2 separate regions of the Sus scrofa genome follow, and region 2 is linked to region 1. The links are chromatin contacts, called in public targeted proximity ligation maps. All regions are on one chromosome and are shown on one strand. The core of a region is the stretch at or near the end of the contact, and the rest is flanking DNA. Distances in the headings are between cores, read along the strand shown.

Region 1 (3,263 bases), core at 326-2,825:
CTGAGAGTCACCCCTAGCTGGAAACTAGCAGGAAAATGGGGGTCTTACCACCATAGCTGCAATGAAATGAATTCTGCTAACAACAAACAAGATGGCAAGAGGGCTGTAGATGGTAACTACAGCCTCAGGTGACACCTTGATTTCAGCCCAGTGAGACCCAGAGCAGAGACTCTAGCAAAGTCATTGCCTGGACTTCTGATCAAATAACACATTTCTGTCTTTTAAGCTGCTAAGTGTGTGGTTATTTATTATAGAGGAACAGAAACTAAAACTGTGACCATAAACAGCTTACCCAGGAGAATCCAAGTTTACGCATGCTATCTCTGCATAATTAATAGTGCCCCCTTCCACTCTCAAGTGAGCCTGGATTATACGGTCACCCTAAAGAATAATTTCACCTCCCAACTCCTACAAAGTCAGGGGGATGTGGGAAAAGAGACAGGCACCGCCAGGAAGGGCTGTGGGGGAGGTGGAGCACCTAGAGGAAAGCTGAATTTCTATTAGGACGAGGGGGTAAAAGAAGTGCTTAGAGAAGCAGGGGAAGCGAAGGGAGTCTACTGATGAAAGAGCAGCAGTTCTCTTATTTTATTTTGTTTATTTTTTTTTAGGGCTGCACCCCGTGTCATATGGAGGTTCCCAGACTAGGGGTCCAATTGGAGCAACAGCTGCCGGCCTACACCACAGCTCACGGCAATGCCGGATCCTTAACCCACTGAGCGAGGCCAGGGATCGAACCTGCAACCTCATGGTTCCTAGTCGGATTCATTTCTGCTGTGCCACTACGGGAACTCCAGGAGGAGCAGTTCTCAAAGGACCGGAGATGTGAGGACCATTAGAAGGCTGGGGTGGGGCCAGGAAGCACAAACAGACCACAGGGGGAATAAGGGTGCCATGCAAGACGAGTGGCCGGTCACCTTCAACTGTGACACTGACTGATAACAACAGGTCGGAGCCACAGTGGACAAGTCTCAGCAGTTTCTCTGAGAATCAAGAGGCACTGGCCTTAGGACTAGATTTTGCAGATTTTGTTTCGATTTTCTTTATGTGTGTATCTTTACTCCTGGTGTATAACTTGCTACAAGTGAGGATACTGTCTTACGACTTAAAAAAAAAACAAAAAAACAAAAAACAGTCTTCCTGCCTAGTTCAGCACTAGGTACAAAGTAATTGTTTAATTATAACATGTAACTATTTAGAACTGAACCAGAGCAAGGCCAAGAAGCATACCTCTTCCTCAGGGAACTTCTAGCATTGGAGAGAGGTGAAGCGAGGTAAGCTGACCACATGAAAGTTATACTGCTTCCAACAAAGGCAACCGTCTCAATTGTTCCAAGTCTATAGAAAGATAATTTTCTCTGACTCCTTAAATGGTTTAATGTCATTAATGCTCAAACAGCTACACTGGATATATGCACATGGCCCATTAATATTTTTAAAAAGCAGTAATATTAATAGATTGCTAAACAATTCAAAGACTGTCATTTATAGGTTTTGAAGAACAGACTAACTCCGTCCAGAGGTGAAGCCTGCCATCTGCTGGGAAGAAAGGCGAAATTTCCATACCACCAACGAAGTTACATAACTACCTCTACTGAGGGCTTCTACCAACAAACTGGCCTGCGGTGCGAGTGCAGTCTGTACACACATCCACTTCCTGCCATGGAGTAACCATGTGGGAATCGGTCAGATTTCTCTTGGTAAAGTGAAGGCCAGCATAAGCAGATATCTGAAGATAAGGCATGGGGGAGGGAGGGCAAGGAACGGAAGCAGGCTTGTTGACTTCCAGCCTTCCCTGCATGTTTAGAAACGGTTAAGAGTTCCAGTTTGGGAAGATGAAAAAGTCCCAGACATGGATGGCGGTGATAGTTGCACAACAATGTGATTGTACTTAATGCCCGAGAGCTGTACTGGTTTAGGAGAAAAACACGATCGTCTCTGTGGCTGAACAGAAATCCTTGCTCAGATGTAAGGCTTTCTCCTCTGGGTGGCAGACTGTATTCTCCCAGCAGAACTGCAGTGATCGCTCTCACGGCACAAGCTCCACTGCCGTGGGACAGGACCGCCACTCCAGCATCACCCAGTGACGTTCCTTCTCCCGACTGCAACCAACAGAGTGGGGCAGAGTGTCCCTGCATCACATGACCGCGAGGTCAGGCAAGGCCGTGCCGCTCTCCCCCAGCTCTCCAGGGATGCTGGTCGTCCATGTGTTCCCTCCAGGACTGCTCTCTCCTAAAGCCCAGCCGCCACGCTGTGAAAAGCCTGAGCCACGTTCAGAGGCCACATAGAGGTGGTTCCCGTTGACCAGTCCAGCCTTGCAATGTGAACAAGCATTTCCGCTAACGTGGTTGATTCAGTCACAGAGACAGTGTTTTCTACTGGATTATAATTTTTAAAAGAATACTTCATTCAAACAACTACGCATAATATTTATCAGGATTTCTATTACCATATTTAAGTGTTTCTGATTTGGAGGAAGATCCTTTCAAAGTACTTTAGATACAGTATTGTTGTTGGGTTTTGAAAATCACTGATAAATGATCTTTAACCCTAACCTTTCCCATCTCAGCTGATGGCAATCCCATCTTCCGGCTGCTTAGGAAAAAATCATAGGGTTTCCTTTGAATCCTTTCCTCTCACAAGCCACATCCAACCCATGAGGCAGGTTTATAAAATACATCCTAATTCAACCCTTTTACCACCTCTGCTGCTAACATCCTACCACATTAATTACTGCAATCATTTCCGAAATGGCCTGCTTCTCTCTCTTCCTTCCACTGTTTACTCTTTACATGGCATTCAAACTGATCATTTTAAAATATAAATCAAGGAGTTCCCTCGTGGCTCAGCAGGTTAAGGATCTGGCATTGTCACTGCTGTGTCTCTGGTTACAGCTGTGTCTCGGGTTTGATCCCTGGCCTGGGAACTTCCACATGGCATGGGGCGTGACCAAAAATAAACAAATCAAGAAAATAAAATACAAATCAATTCAAGCCATTTTCCTACTCAAAACCCTATACAGACTCACTTCACTCAGAGTAAAAGCCAAAGTCCGTCCAACGGCCCTTGTTAGTACCTCTTTGACTCTCTCTCCTCCGACTTTCCCGCTGCTCACCCCACACTGGCTACTCTGGCCCTTTTGCTGTTCCCTGAATTCACAGGCACATTCTTGCGCTAGGACCTCAACCCTGAGAACGCCTGCCCTTCTCCAGACGTCTGCAGAGCGACATCTAAGACTATGCGAATCTCACCTTTTCAGCAAGGCC
Region 2 (3,263 bases), core at 374-2,873, 150 kb before region 1:
TTTGCAGCTACAAATCCACACCAGCCCAGCGAGCCCGTGTCAGTGCTCTCAAAACATTATCCCCCAGGTGAAATTCAGCTCCTAAACGGTCACAGAACAATTAAAAAGGAAGTGTCCACTATGGGACGATTGTCTGTCTTCCAGGTTAGGGTTGAGGAAGGGGCCCCAGCTTCAAGCTTCTGTGACGGGTCTGCCCGCTAAGGCAGATGCCAAGCAGTCAGCAGGCACTTCAGGGGCCTTAGAAAATGGTAGATATTCTAGTGGGAAAGGAACTCAACTGTCATGAATTTATACAGAAATGGACCACCCAGGGTCACTTCGGTCCCCTGACCACACCCTGGGTGCTGGTAAGGTAGGTGGCTAGGAGTTTGGACCCTCTCTCGTGTCTGAAGACCCCGACGCTACTTCTCGACAAAGGCAAGCAGAGAGTGAGCACCTGCCGGAAGGTGGTCAGCCTCGCGCATGCGGCAGGGCCCAGGTGACACTGCTATTCACACGTGCACCTCCGCTGCCCAAAGCACTTGGCTGTTTTGAAGCCCCCTGGTGCTTTTAATCTGCCTGTCCCTTTCAATCTTTTTGCTCTGGAAGAAGCAGGCAGTTCACGTGAGGACCCGGGAGGCGGGATTCTGCCCTGTCCTCAGAGCCGGGGACACAAAGCCTGAGAAGTCAGGCTTGTGGGGGAGGCACCATCACCTAACAGTGTCATCTGTGAAGCCTTGGCCTAGCCCTTCCACACTGCGTCTCGCCGTTGGTCGGCACCGAACGTCCCCCAGAACTTTCCATTTGGTCACTCTCACCCCTGCCCCTGAGTTGGTGGGCGCGCCTCGCTGATGTTTTCACTGGCGCTGCTGCGGGGGTGTGTGTGGGGGCGCTAGCCTGGGCCGGGGGCGTCTCCTGAGGCTCGGGGTGTGTGTGGGTGTAGGTGTGTGTGGGTGTGTGTCTGTCTGTCTTCTTCATACTTGGGGGACCAACCTCCTGGCCCCCACACCCCTGGAGCGCCCCAGACTGCACCTGCCCCTCCTGCTTCATTGCTGGCCCCTGAGCAGCTGGGCACAGCGCCCCACGCGAGCCTGGCCTCCCTCGGGGAGAAGGGCCCTGCCGCTGCACCCCAACGAGGCTTCCACGTGACGCTCCGTGGGCGGCCGTGGCTCGAGCCCGCGGGCTCTGCACAGACCTCCTCCGGCAGCGGGCAGGGGTCTGCAGAGGCGTGTGCGTTGGGGCCCGTAGGAGAGCCAGCTGTGGGGCCTCTCGCTTCATTCCAGTCGCTGCCCTTTATAAATATTTATAGCAGTTCTTCTACTAAAAATAACATCCTGGAGCCCAGGGAGGAGAAAAAAATAAATGAAAATCACCGGGAATTGGGATTGATTACCAAGTGCGCCGGAGCCGAATGGACCCGAGAGGGGAGAGGCCGGGCAGCGCGCCCCCTGGCGGTCACGGGTCCGCGCGCCCCGCCGGCCCGCCGGGCTCTGCGGCCCAGGATCCCCTCTCCAGCCGCGGCGGGAGGAGGCCGTAGCAGGGGCTGCAGGGCAGAGCTCTCTCTGCTCCCGCTTCCCGCCTGGGCTGCTGAGCGGCGGCACCGACCGGGGCGGAAGCCTAAGCAGTGAGAGAGAAAGGAAGGAGGCTATTTTTAGCACTGTGGCCAGGGTGTGAACGTTTGTTGAACTGAGCAGGGCCTGAAGCTGTCTTTGCACGACAGAGGGAAGAAAACCTGTTGGCTTTTAAAGGTCAAAGGTCGGGAGAAAACTTGTGCCCTCACCCTGGGGGACAACGCGCATGCTGGCGAGATGCCAGCAAGAACTCCATCAGGTCACACACACAGGAGAGTCGTGCTGTTTCTTTTCTCTTTTCAATCTCCAGTAAATTCCCTGTTGCAGAGATGAGACCATGCCCGGAAGGGAGTGATGAAGATGCTAGTTCATGCAGGGCTGTGCCAGGAGGGGGGCGCGCCCCTCCCACTTCCCAGGGGCTCGGGCTCCCCTCTGCCTGGCGGGTGGTGACGTCTGGCAGCCCGCAGGCCTGGTCCAGGTGTGCCGTGGAAAGATGGACAGGAATTCGCCTCTGGGGGAGGACCTCGCCTTCCTTGTGTTGGTGCCAGCTCGCTCCACGTCCCCCGTGCCTGTGCAGGACAGACGCACTGTGACTCACAGGCACTGCTGAGGGTCTCCGAGCAAAGGCTGCTAACATCTGCCGGGAACAAGACAAACGTGCAACGTTGGTGCTGCTGGAATGCGCACCTTTCAACTTTCAACATGCAAAGGGCTGACAATACTCACACCCCCTTTTAGGGAAAGGGGGCTTCCTTTTTCTGGGGGTACCTCGAGTCTTTGGAGTGCTTGCTTAGGTCACAGGGTCAGGAAGCGTTTCCAGGGAAGAAAGAAGGGTGTTCACAGTGCAAGGTTTTGGAATGCGGGAGGCTCAGGGGAAGAACTGTGACTGAGAAGGGCGAAGAGGTCGGGGATGTGCCGCAAAGCGCTGCGTAGAGGGAGGGAAAGCCTGAGCCTCACGGCCTCAGAGGAGCAGAAGGCAAGGGTCCGTGAAACTGCCCCACCTGAGCGTTTATGCTTTTCATTCTCCGCTGCTGCAGAGTTTCTCATAACTCCTGAGGGGTCCGAGGACAGCACTAGGAGCAGAAGCTCCAGCTCCGATGCCAGTTCTGGCTCCAAGCTCCTGGGTAGTGGGCCTTAGCTTCCTTGTGTGCATGAAGTGGGGGCGGGCCTGATGGCTTCCTTGTCCCCCAGGACCTCTGTGCCCCGGGAAGAGGGGCTCTGGCAGGCTCCCCCAGCGCAAGTCAGCTACGGACTCGCTTGCTGGCAGAGGCAGCCAGGCCTGCTGTCAGGAAGGGCCTTGTCCGCATGCGCAGTGAGCTCAGGCAAAAGCCTGCCCTGGGGCCTCGGGGGCTCCGGGATTCCCAGGGCAGGGAGGGGATTCCTGCAGCTCGGGGCTGCCCATCCTTAGCCTGCACGATCCCGGAGTCAGTGGGGGCTCAGAGACAGCAGGCCCCAGAGAGCGAGCAGGACAGAACCCAGGGCCTGGTGCAGCCGGGGGGCGGGGGTGTCAGGAAAAGGCGGGAGGCTGCTCCAGGGGGAGACGCCTCAGAAGGGCCTGAGAAAGTTCCTTTTCTGGATCATGGGCTGCAGCCCTGGCTTTTCTGCCTGTAAGATCTGTAACCGAGGCCTAACTTTAAACACAGGAGATGGGGGAGGGAGGGAAGACTCTTATGGCCGCATCAAGGCATCTAGCCTGGAAAGAACTCCTCCTGA

The links.
Region 2: a targeted proximity ligation map of skeletal muscle shows a contact between it and region 1. A contact is called at or near these places in 1 of 47 Hi-C or Micro-C datasets (embryonic fibroblasts) and 1 of 2 datasets of targeted methods (skeletal muscle).

Annotation. Positions count from the first base shown.
Region 1 is chr3:113,329,648-113,332,910 of Sscrofa11.1, reverse strand. All of the region lies in intron 8 of DTNB (dystrobrevin beta), which reads right to left. Among named protein-coding and RNA genes, the nearest start is that of DTNB, 100 kb to the right of the region's middle.
Region 2 is chr3:113,475,386-113,478,648 of Sscrofa11.1, reverse strand. It overlaps DTNB (dystrobrevin beta), which reads right to left. Exons shown (of 21, transcript XM_021087744.1): 21 at 1,640-2,119. The coding sequence ends at 1,756. Among named protein-coding and RNA genes, the nearest start is that of DNMT3A, 110 kb to the left of the region's middle.